2 separate regions of the Gossypium hirsutum genome follow, and region 2 is linked to region 1. A link is a contact called in public Hi-C data. All regions are on one chromosome and are shown on one strand. Each heading gives the region's core, a stretch centred on a gene start, on an enhancer-like site or on the middle of the called end of the contact. The rest is flanking DNA. Distances are from core to core; before and after follow the strand shown.

The links. A called contact is a pair of places that touch in the nucleus more often than the background predicts.
Region 2: a Hi-C map of leaf shows a contact between it and region 1, with 1.6 times the contacts expected there. The contact joins the promoter of LOC107895525 here to the promoter of LOC107895448 in region 1. A contact is called at or near these places in 2 of 34 Hi-C or Micro-C datasets (hypocotyl and leaf).

What each region holds. Positions count from the first base shown.
Region 1 is chrA11:23,691,835-23,694,833 of Gossypium_hirsutum_v2.1, reverse strand. LOC107895448 reads left to right here and starts at 1,305. Exons shown (of 2, transcript XM_016820727.2): 1 at 1,305-2,653; 2 at 2,738-2,999. The coding sequence starts at 1,484.
Region 2 is chrA11:23,865,903-23,868,858 of Gossypium_hirsutum_v2.1, reverse strand. It overlaps LOC107895525 (protein S-acyltransferase 10), which reads left to right and starts at 1,361. Exons shown (of 12, transcript XM_041081406.1): 1 at 1,361-1,749; 2 at 2,015-2,129; 3 at 2,468-2,542; 4 at 2,653-2,722; 5 at 2,870-2,956. The coding sequence starts at 1,668.

The DNA.
Region 1 (2,999 bases), core at 56-2,555:
CATTAAAAACAAGACAATAATACTTACCCAAATGAGCAAAAGAAGCTTGCTAAAAATTAAGCTTCCATGGCTAGGGTTTCCATGTTTTTTTATGAAAGATGATGAAAATAGATTTTTTTCTTTTATTTAATATTACTTTAAATCTTTAATTTCCAAAATTAACTTTAATATTTTCTTCAATTTCCAATGATGAATAATCATACTTATCCACTAACTCTTCTAAATGGTCTATTTGCTATATAAGGACCTCCAATTTTAAATTCCATAGCTATTTGATACTTTTAACTACTAGAATTCAATTTTTACTCTTTATGCAATTTAGTCCTTTTTATCAAGCTAGGCATGTAAACGATAAAATTTCTTAATGAAATTTTTATACGATATTTCTATCATACTGTAGACCATAAAATAATATTAAAATAAATTTTCTTCTGACCTCGAATTTGTGGTCCCGAAATCACTGTTCCAATTTAACTGAAAACGGGCGGTTACATTTTCAGCTTTACAATAGAGAATGGGATGCCTGAGTTTGACATGCCTATCATGAGGTCAATTATGCAACAGATTTCATGATATGGATGGGAGCTAATGAAGATCTCATTTTGCAAGCATTCAATCATCCAACAGTTGAGCTTGAAAATATCCTTTTAGGAGATAAGTTGAGTGTGACTAGCTGACGACTATGCCCCTCATAGTTTTTTGTAGTCCTTAAGGCTTAGCCATTTTTTCTTCTTATAAAAAAAATTATAACTTTTCCTATTGTATGTCTCCATTGCATATGAAAATATACATGTGATGTTTTCATGCTCCACATTTATCCCACGAGACTTTTACTCCACACTTATCCCACGAGACTTAAAAGACTATATAAATTATCATTAGGACTCCCAAAATAAAAGAAAACTAAGAAAAGGAGAGAACTTTTCTCCCCCGCTTTGGAAACTCTTGAATCTCGACATCTAAATAATTTGTCATCAAATGTGAAATTCATATTCGTGTATAGACATTTCCAAATTTTATTTTCCTTGTAAGGGATAAAATAAGTATAAAAAAAATGTTAAAAACTTAGTACCTGTTCCAATGTAAAAAATAAAATTTTGAAAATGGCAAGTTTCCCATTAATTCCTTCCTTACAAAATCAAGTAACATTCCAATAATTAAATTAATGTCTGACATTAAATTCATTGTTTTGAATAAAAAAATTACGTTTTTATAAAACGAAAAGGTAGCACCATTTATCCAAATATACAAGTCTACCAAATGATATTATTATATAATAAAAGGAGTTGGAGTGTGTCAGTCGGGTCATCCAACGTCTCTTTGATTCTGTGGATTTAAAATTTAACGGATAGATCATGGATTCAAATTTTGAAATACCAAAAAAAGCTGTGCGTTTTAAAGACAGATGTACCCCACCCTTATTAACCTATTCACACCGTTTCCCATCTCCCACTCTTCAATTCCTCTCTCTCACTAATCCCAAATGGGTGGCTGTTTCAGCAAAAAGAAAGCCTCTTCCCCCCATCACAACCCTCAGCCAAAGCCAAAGCCAAAGCCGCAGCCTCAGTCGACCACGGTTCCCCTTTCTTCTGCACTACCACCATTAGCGGCCGAGACCAACCTCAAAACCGGAAGCGAGCCCAAGGTTCACCTGGTAACTGAAGAAGAACAGTCTGCGAAAGCAAGCCAAGAGGAGAGCTTGGTGAAGAAGGAGATATTCGTCATAAAACACAGAAAGAGCCATGACAGAGACAAACGCTCCCCTTCGCCGCAAAATCCAACGCAGTCAACCGAAAACGAGCCCGCTTCCTCTGCCTCCACCGAAGGAGGCGTAGTCTGCAACATCAATACTGCTGTGAGGACGTCCAGCTGCACTAAAGAGGAAGTAGATGCCATTTTGATACAATGCGGAAGGCTTAGCAGAAGCAACTCCTCGGGGAAAACGCCTTCCAGGAAGTACTCCGGTTCCAAGCGAAGTTACGATTTCGATTGCGAAAACGACAACGATATCGGCGCTGCTGCTTCAACTGATTATGGTTCGAGGAAGAAAGGGAATGATAATTTACGTGAAGACGACCGTCCTCGCCACCGGCAATCAAGTAGGTCTTCTTCTCAAGGAAGGAGGAGGACTCCGAGCAGAGAAAGAGACCGGCAGCAACAACGCTCCGGGAGCAGAGAAAGAGTTAACGGCAGCGGTGGTGGAAGACGAGTGAGCCGATCCCCAGGAAGAAGATCAGAGAACACTGAAGGCACCCATGGTAATAATGCTGCCAATGCCAGTAACAGGCCCGGAAAGATGGTCTCTGTTCCGGCAACCGTTTCTTCATTGGCAATGGATAAGAGCAGCAACGGTGTAGAACCTTCCACGACTACTGCTAATGCCATCAAAAGGATCTCTGTGAAGAGGAATGTGGGAGATGCGGGTGTAGTAGGTGTTTCAAGGAGCGCCGCATCACCTCGGTCTCAGTCCCCTGCAAGGACTAATAATGCCAAAGGCTGCAATGAGAATCAGCAACAACCAACTCTTAGTCGCAGTTCCTCCAGGAAAGCAGAGCATTCGCCTTATAGAAGAAACCCCTTGAGCGAGATTGATCCCAACTCACTTGCATACCCACAGTCAGCTACCACCAACAAAGGACAAGGAGGAATCAAGGTAGTACTTCCTCTTCATTTTGCTTCAATATGTTGTTTCTCGATGTTGGTTTAATTACTTACATAAAAGGACTTGTATTTTCAGAAATCGAATGTTGAGATGAACCACAAAGCCAGTGTTCAAGGTAGCAACCATAAAGCTGGCAGCATTGCTACAAATGTTGAAGATGTCAAGACACAGCCACCCAAGGCCGGAGCTGATAATCTGAAACCTCAACAATTAACGAGAAGCAGATCCTCTAGGAGGTCACGGGACCTGGACCTGAATCCAGAAATTTTGTTGAACCCCATCCCATCGTCATACACAACGCTATTGCTTGAAGACATCCAAAATTTTCACCAAAACA
Region 2 (2,956 bases), core at 112-2,611, 170 kb before region 1:
GTTCAATTAATATTATTTTTGGTGGTTTTTATTAAAATTAATTAACTTAATAAGTTTATTTTTTATTAATTATATGTAACGTGACATTAGAACAACCTAATTACATGTTAAATTTACATATTTAAAGGAAAATATTTTTAGAATTTTAACTATTGGGACTAAATTTTAAATTTATTAAAATACAAAGACTAATAACATATTTTAACCAAATATTTAATTATAACGTGAATAACTGCAATTTTGACCATCACCTAACAATACAACGTAGAAAGTTTTGTGGAATATCAGTTGGGTTGGGTTGACTGTTAGGAGTTGGACCATAGAAATCGTGTGGTCCAGTCTCCATCTACCAGTCTCAATCTTCTATAGGTGAGGGAGGTCTCCAACAAAAGTATCCACGACTAGTTAAGATAAATTGCCCACCACAATCTTATGTAGAACCCTCTTTTAAGATTTTAATTACTTCATCAAACTTTAATACTAATTAATTTAAACCTACAACTTTCTTACCATTTATTACTTTTTTAAGGTATAATGTTAAATTTTTACTCTAATCTTTCCTCTTTTTCTTTTCATTAGATATTAACTTTTTAACTTTTAATCAATTTCATATATTCTAACTTAAAAATTGATCGGATTATTAAAATTTGAGTTAATATAATTTTTTGTCCTTCAATTTGGCAACTAAATTTACTCTGAAATTTGTACGGTGTTTGTTCATTTTAATTCTTAAAATTATATTAATCCTTAAACTATAAACAACATTGGCGCGGTAGTCAACAAAGCAATTCACATGTACTTTATTGACGTGGATAAATTTTTAAAATTTTTTATTTTTTTTTCAAATTTTTTATGAAGTATATATAAATTACCATATGGGATGCTACATTAACATTATTAAAATTTAAACAATTTATTTTTTTAATTCAAAATAATAATTTAATTAAAATTTAAAAAATAAGAATCAAAATGATACATAAAATAAAAAGTGAGGAGCACTAAATTTAGTTGCTTTTTCATAAATTGATGGTTGTGGGACAAAATCCCAAGTTAAAATCATATAAAATATAAAATAAATATATATTAAGTGTTTAAATATATTAAATTTTAATAAAATAATTTTCAGATTTATCTGTTTAAATTTATGTTTTGATTTTAAAATTTAAATCAGATAAATAAAATTACACTTAAATTAAATGATACAAATATTAAGATAATTTTTATATCATATTATATTATATTATATTATATTTTGAATTGGGCTTGAGGTTAAAGAGTGAAAGCCCATAAAGATATGGGGCTGTATACGGATTGTCCGCCGATGTATCTACTTAATAAATAAATAGCAGCTTACATCATCCAATTGCATTTGCAGCTTCATGTTTTATTTCTGTACCAGCTCTCTATTTTTTTAGTTTATCTGCAATCTTCCCCAAGCTGTATTATTTTCCCTTTACGTTTCTAGTAAATAGTTTTGGCTTTGCCTATTTCTATTCTACTGTCACTTTCCCTAGAAAAAATTATCTTGCTAGCAAAAGAGACAAACAAGAACTTTACCAGGAAAAACAGAACCAAAATAGGAGCATTGTGATGCAACGAGTGGTGTCATTTAATGTTTTGATTTGATTTGAAATTTTTTTGTTGTTGGGAGGATTTGTTTGGTGACCATGGTCATTGGTATATGCCGTTCCTTTCGCGATCGAGCTCTCGACCGATGTTATCACTGCTTCTCTTGCCTCTCCGATCCTGGTACTCTTTTTTTATTTTTATTTTATTTTTTATCTCTGCTTATTTCCCGAAAAAGAGAAAAAGGTGGGAAAGCGTTTTACTGTGTTTTTGCCGTGCGAGTGTCATGTGAATTGCGGTTAATTAGTTAATTACTTGTCAATTTCTCAGTTTTTTTTTTTTTGTTTTAGTAAGCATGGTCTTTCCTCTTTTTTTCCACGGTTAAATTTCCTCATTTTCTTTGTTCTTTTTTTTTTAATTGAATTTGATTTTATTGTTGGGTTTTCAGCACGGAGATCATCGTTGGTTTTGAAAGTGACATTAGTGATGCTGCATCTGGTATACGTTGGCATTCTTTTCCTTTTCGATAGTGATTTGATAGATAAAACGAAAAAAGAACCCTGGTATGTATGGTATTCCATTCGATGCTATTATTTTATCTTAGATGAAAAGTTAAGAGTTGGATACCTTTATTCCACCTTTACATTAAATGATTGTTTCCACCTCAAACTTCTACTTTTATTGCATAATGATATCTATGAAGAGAACTAGGCTATAAGCATAATAACATTTAAATATTTATGAAGCAATATTACTCATTCTGCTTTTACTTGACGTTTTAAAGTTATTATTATTATTATTTTTCAAATTCACTTGCTTTAGTTTTTTCTTTTGCTGTTTTTGATGAGTAATTGCTTCATAGCTTTGAACCTTCAATTTAATTCTTTCTCCGTTTTCCCAGGTACACTGCTTTATATTTGTTGTTGTTTTTCGCCGCATTGGTGCAATACTTCATTACTTCTGGTTCTTCTCCTGGGTAAATATCAGTCCACAATTACTGTCGAGATCAAAGTTTTAACTGTATAATGTACGCATTACATTTTCAATCTGATATGTTCGTTCCCTTTCATGTTTTTCTACTTTTAGTTATGTCCTTGATGCAATGAGGGTCGTTAATGAGACAAATGTGATATGTAAGAAGTCATCAATGGCCAAAGTAAGCATTTTTTTTCTTTTATTGTTCCTTGTCAATTCTCTCTCTTCCATCCTCCGGAAGTTAGAACTAAATTATTCTGGATATAGTCAGAAACAGAATTGGATATATACATGGAATCTTACTAATCTTGTTCTTATAATGTTTAAGCAAAGACAGACTGCTTCAAGCAAAAATGGAAGCTTGCCTGTAGAAGGGTGTCAATCAGGAAGAAATTTTCAAGGGACTGATTCTACT